Linked DNA regions of Sus scrofa: region 1 is linked to region 2. Evidence: chromatin contacts called from public Hi-C data. All regions are on one chromosome and are shown on one strand. Each heading gives the region's core, a stretch centred on a gene start, on an enhancer-like site or on the middle of the called end of the contact. The rest is flanking DNA. Distances are from core to core; before and after follow the strand shown.

Region 1 (2,975 bases), core at 174-2,673, 200 kb after region 2:
CAAACACTGGCCACCGATAGAAATGTTCAACAAGTTATTAAAACATTATTTGATGGTTTTTATAATACACAAATACACGGTATATGTAAAATATATTAAAAGTTATGTTAGTGAAGTAATATGCTATAAAAGTTCAATGAAACTAAAGATACGTGGGTTCTTAAAAAAAAGTAGTAAAAGCAAGCATGACGGGCTGGAGAGATTTTTTTTTGCTCCCCCTTAATATTTCTATTTAGCTTGTGTTCATTAGTGTGGGGGTCTCTTTGGGGTCTCACCACCAGGAACTTTAGAAGAACATAGCAGGTAGGGAGTTCCCGTTGGGGCACAGTGGAAACGAATCCGACTCGTATCCATGAGGAATGGGTCTGATCCCGGGCCTCGCTCAGTGGGTCAGAGATCTGGGGTTGCCGTGAGCTGTGGTGCAGGTTGCAGGCGAGGCTTGGATCTGGCGTTGCTGTGCTTGTGGTGTAGGCCAGCAGCTGAAACTCTGATTCGACCCCTAGCCTGGGAGCTTCCATATGCTTTGAGTGCAGCACTAAAAAGCAAAAAAAAAAAAAAAAAAAAAAAAGGAAAACATAGATGTTAAAAACTGAATATGCAGAGAATTCTATCACCCTAATTTTGCTAACTCAAGAGCAAAAAACCTGGTGTAATTAATACTCAAAACCAACACCTACTGGGCTCCACAGCTCCACAGCCGGTTAAGGATCCAGCATTGTCATCGCTGCCGCAGCACGGGTTCAATCCCTGGCCTGGGAACTTCCACCTGCTGAGGGTGAAGCCAAAAACAGGAGCCCCACCTCCCCTGATGCCCTGAGCATCTGCTCTGCTCGAGCTGGGCCCAGCGCTCTCGGGGTCCGCATTTATTGCTCACGGTCACTCCCCACCCACTGGCAGATGAAGAATCTCGGCCCAGAGGCGAGGCTGCGTCCCAGGTCACAGGGCTAACGAACGGATCCAAGCCTTGTTTCCCAGACTCACAGCTGGGAATCTAGTCCAGCTCCTCAGATTCCTCAGGTCTCCAGCCCCAGGACTCCTGCCTCTCGGGCAGACCCACTGACAGAGGCACAAGGAGAGGCCTCTGGGCCTGGGACCCCTGCCCGGAAGGGAGGCAAGGGAACGGGACAGGATGGAGAAGGGCCGCAAGTTCAGACGTGAGATGTTCTGAGAAGGCTCCTCATTCAGGACCGCGACGGAGGAGAAACTGGCAAAACACTCAATGAGTATGCTAAGCCCAGGAACACGGCAGCTTGGCTGTTTTTAATGTTCCTGCATTTCTCTCTGTTCCTCAGATTCCAGGCAAATTCTTTGGGAAAAATCCAGCTGGTTCCCTGCCATGCTGAAAGGATGTGTGCCATGGCCATGACTGAGCTAGGACTTTTGAGAAGCAGCATGTGGGCACAGCGAGGGCGACGTGCACACAGAGCTGGAAGCTGGCTCTGCCAGGCAGCCCTGGGGACTGCAGCTTTGTAGCCTCACTGCCTGGGACCGGGTCGGGGCCCAGAAGATGCTGGAGCTGGCGAGCTGGCTCCTAAGGTTCCTTGGCATCAGCAGGGCCGCTGAGCACATCAACCCCCTCACAACCACCCTCGCCCCACCCCGCCTCAGCGGCCACCGAGGCTGGCAGGGGACAGAGCTCCTGGCCGCAGCCCCCCTCCGGGCTCCAAGCCCTGAAGCACCTGCTTGCTCCCCAGGCACCCGGCACCCCCGAGCTGCCGTCTCATCGGCCTTTTCGGTCCTTGGCACTTGCTGCTGTCCTCCTGCCGCGGGAGGAAAGCGCCTCCGCCCTCCACCCGGGCGGACGCCTCCTCTCCCTCCCGGACTCGGGCTTCCGGGAAGCTTCACTGAGGGCAGGACAGCTCTCGCAGGCGCTCAGGATTCTCGGCGCCAGGCCTCCGCAGTGCCCATCACACTGCAACCTCCCATCTGCACGGTGAACGGCCGACTTCAGGAGGAGAGGTGTGCGTCCGGCTCCCCACGGACCCAGCAGGGCCTCGGGCAGCGCTGGCACACGGCAGCCCCGCGGCTCAAGGACCAGAGGGCTGAGGGAGCGGGCCATTTTCATGTCTTTTCTAGGGGAGGTCGGGTCCCCCACTCACAGGTTCCTTATGACTGCAAATGACAAGCTAACGCTTACCACCGACAGAACACTCTTACAATGTTCACGAAGTGTTTAACTATTTGCATGCACGATACGGCACTGGTCTGCCACCTCCGACACTCTCAGTCCTGAGAGAGAGAGACAAGAAACTGGACGATCCATGCCCAAGAGGGTGACAGAGGGAGCACGAGGTACTAGGGGAGCCTGCCCGGGCCTGGAGCGTCAGGGAAGGCTTCCTGGAAGATGAGGCAAGGACGACCCAAAGGAGGAGAAACCGCGCAGATGATGAGAGACCCCCTGCCTGGAAGGCTCGAGATCCGGGGAAGGCGGTCTGGCAAGTCTCTTAGAGTCCACATCACTGAAGAAGTGAAGAGACTGCCCACCCACGGCCGCACAGCCAACCGGCAGTGGGGCCAGCACTCCAGAGGCCCAGTCCCAGGGCTGGCGCCCCCTCACGGGCACCCTCCTCCCAAGCCGGCCCAGTAGGCCCTGGCTGTCCTCTGCTCCTGCGCTGGCCAACTGCCTGCCGCTGCTGAGGTTCTCCACAGCTGGCTGGCTGTCTCCTACCCGTGACGTTCAGAAGAAGCTGCCAACCAGTCTTCCCGGCTGCCTTCCATCACTCGGGAACAAGCAAGCATGTCAGCACCTCAGCAAAGACGCCGGACCCCGGGCCACCCCGCAGAAGCACTGCCCGGGGAAGGCCCACTGGAGCGCGGCCTGGAGGGTCAGTGTGTGACCCGGGCCCCCCAAGGACCACTGTCTCTGCAGGGCTTGACACTGAGAAGAGCTCCATGCTCCTATCTCAAAGTTCTCAGTGGGACCCCACTGACGAGATTTGGAATGAAGGCTCAAAAAGGGCGGGCCTGTGACCTGT
Region 2 (3,131 bases), core at 270-2,769:
ACAACATTGTAAATAAACTATACTTCAATGAAAAAAACTTTAAACATTAAGCAAATTATTATTATTTGTCTTTTGTCCTTTTTTAGGGCTGCACCCGCGGCACATGGAGGTTCCCAAGCTAAGGGTCAATCGGAGCTGTAGCTGCCGGCCTACACCACAGCCACAGCAACACAGGATCCGAGCTGTGTCTGCCACCACAGCTCACAGCAATGCTGGATCCTTAATCCACCAAGTGAGGCCAGGGATCGAACCCACAACCTCATGGCTCCTAGTTGGATTCGATTCCACTGCGCCACAATGGGAACTCCCAAACATTAAGTAAATTTAAAAATAACCCCAGTAGACTGTATACCCAAAGGCTGTTTTACTTACAAGTGAACGAGGTTATTTAAAACTTTATAATTCTTAAAATAGCAGTAACCTGAAGGAGTGCCTCTAAAATGACAGAATGAGGACGTCTGAAAATCCCCTCCTCCACAAAAGCAGAAGCACTGGCAACACTTGTCAAAATCAACTTTTCCACAAACTCCAGAAATTAACCAAGCTTTAAAAACTCGAAGAAGAATTTATGCAAGAAAAACGGCTGAATCTCACAGTTCAGCGAGCTTCGAGGCATTTTGACTTGCTTTTTTCCGTCCTCTCCCAACGCCACCGAAGTCCCCAAATTCAGCAGTGTCACGAAAACCAGAGGCCCAGCAGCCACTAGAGGGGGCACAGAGGGTGTGAAACTCTCCAAAAAGCCCTCCCTCTAGGGAAGGGTCACGGCTTGACTTATCTGGAAGCTCCTGTTCAGAGCTCCATTCACAGGGCTTGTCTGCCTCTGAGCCCCCACAGTGAGACACCCCATCTGTAGGAGTTGAAACAACTGGCAGCTAGTTATCTGCCGTGCCAGCCTCCTAAGGCAGGAACCCAACAGCGGCAAACAAAGGCTGGATGCAAACCTTAAGAGGAACAGCGGGGAATGAGATGCCAATACGGAGCTTTGAAAAATTCTGACACACACCTGAGAATCTTTTTTTTTGTTCCTTTTTCTTTTTTGGTCACCCTAGGGCACATGGAGGTCCCGGGCCAGGGATCAGATCTGAGCCATGGTTGTGGCAACGTTGGATCCTTTAAGCCACTGTGCCGGGCTGAATAGGGATTGACCCTCTGTCCTGCTGCTGCAGAGATGCCGCTGATCCCACTGTGCCACAGCGGGAACTCCATAACTGGGGATCTTCCCAGGCTAGGGGTCAAATGGGAGCTACAGCTGCTGGCCTACACCACAGCAACGTCAGATCCGAAACAAGTCTGCGACCTACGCCACAGCTCACAGCAACGCCAGATCCTTAACCCACTGAGCGAGGCCGCGGATCGAACCCACGAGCTCATGGTTCCTAGTTGGATTTGTTTCTGCTGCACCACGACGGGAACTCCGACAATGGGGATCTTGAAATTCATGTGCATTTGCAGAACTATGAGTATGTCCAGGAAATACTTGAAAAGGCCCCAGCCTCTCAGCTCTGGTGACCTTGAGGCCCTGTTTAAGCAGGAAGTGAAGAATAAAGCAGAAAAAACTGCCAGAGTATTTGAAGGCTTGCTGCACCAACATACAGAGGCCTTAGCAAAGAGTAGGAGTCTTACTGCTTCAAGGCTAAACTGAAGGAAACCTCTGTCCAGTCATTAGCTGACCACTAAGTGAACCAAGAAGAAACTTCAGTGACTACATGGGCCAAAGGAAACACACTTTGTAGAAACAGTCCATGAAAATCAATAAACAAATAAATAGCAAAAGTCAATAAACAAATAAATAGCAAGAAGTTGATTTCTGGAGTTGTCACATTATATTATTTAAAATATCTGAGCCTTCCCATTGTGGCACAGTGGAAACGAAATCCGACTAGGAACCAAGAGGTTGTGGGTTCCGTCCCTGCCCTCGCTCAGTGGGTTAACGATCCGGCGTTGCCGTGAGCTGTGGTGTAGGTTGCAGACGCGGCTCGGATCCTGTGTTGCTGTGGCTCTGGCATAGGCCGGAGACTACAGCTCTGATTCGACCCCTAGCCTGGGAACCTCCATGTGCCGCAGGAGCGGCCCAAAGAAATAGCAAAAAAAAAAAAAAAAAAAAAAAAAAAAGATGTCAGTTGTTCCCAACCTGACCTAAAGATCCAAAGCAGTCTCAATCCCAATCCCAGCAAATTAGTTTTGAGATACTAACAAATCGATCGTAAAGTTTACGTGGAGAAGCAAAAGAGCCTGGACGGCCCAGACAGTATCGAAGGAGAAGAACACAGCTGGAATACAGACACCACATGACTGACTTCCAGACCTACTATAACGCTACGGTAACCAGGACACTGCGGTATTGACAGAAGGAGAGACGAATCAGAACAGATCAGAAAGCCCTCCAATATAACCACATAAATATGCTCAACTGACCTTTGACCAAAGAGCAAAGGCAATAAAATTTAGCAAAGACAAGTCTTCTGAGCAAATGGTGCTGCAACGAGTGAGCACCCACACGCAAAAAAAGATTAATGTAGACACAGACCTTATGCCCTCATAAAATATAATTTAAAATGGTTCACAGGGAGTTCCCGTTGTGGCACAGTGGAAACGAATCCGACTAGGAACCATGAGGTTGCGGGTTCGATCCCTGGCCTTGCTCAGTGGGTTAAGGATCCAGTGTTGCTGTGAGCTGTTGTGTAGGTTGCAGACACAGCTCGGATCCGGTGTTGCTGTGGTCGTGGTGTAGGCCGGCGGCTACAGCTCTGTTTAGACCCCTAGCCTGGGAACCTCCACATGCCGTAGGTGCGGGCTCTCCTTCCCCCCAAAAAAAGCCTAAAATGGTTCACAGACCTACAGGGAGCACAGATACAAAGCTATAAATCTCCTAGAAGATAATGGGAGAAAATATAGGTGGATCTTGGGTTAGGTGATGATTTCTAAGACACTAAACCGAAGGCATGAGCCGTAAAAGAAAGGACCGATAAGCTAGACTGAATGGAAATTGAACTTTTTGCTCTGTTAAAGACATTATTAAGGGAGTGAAAGGACAAGCCACAAACTGGGAGAACATATTTGCAAAAGGTTTATCTGACAAAGGACTGTCATCCACAACATCCAAAGAACTCAAAACTAAATAAGAAAACCAA

What was found. Hi-C and Micro-C count contacts between places; a contact is called where the count stands out from the background.
Region 1: a contact with region 2 is called in a Hi-C map of omental adipose tissue, with 2.3 times the contacts expected there. The contact joins two enhancer-like sites. A contact is called at or near these places in 1 of 5 promoter capture datasets (liver), 17 of 47 Hi-C or Micro-C datasets (adipose tissue, alveolar macrophages, embryonic fibroblasts and 11 more) and 1 of 2 datasets of contacts at active chromatin or transcription factors (skeletal muscle).

Annotation. Positions count from the first base shown.
Region 1 is chr9:6,965,923-6,968,897 of Sscrofa11.1, forward strand. The region is part of intron 3 of CLPB (caseinolytic peptidase B protein homolog); the gene reads right to left. Among named protein-coding and RNA genes, the nearest start is that of CLPB, 120 kb to the right of the region's middle. Within about 2 kb of position 1,424, at least 7 of the 83 cell types and tissues checked have an H3K27ac peak or open chromatin away from gene starts, as enhancers often do. A contact at or near this core is called in omental adipose tissue, where this site is marked.
Region 2 is chr9:6,768,197-6,771,327 of Sscrofa11.1, forward strand. No RefSeq gene overlaps it. Among named protein-coding and RNA genes, the nearest start is that of FOLR2, 16 kb to the right of the region's middle. Within about 2 kb of position 1,520, at least 13 of the 83 cell types and tissues checked have an H3K27ac peak or open chromatin away from gene starts, as enhancers often do. A contact at or near this core is called in omental adipose tissue, where this site is marked.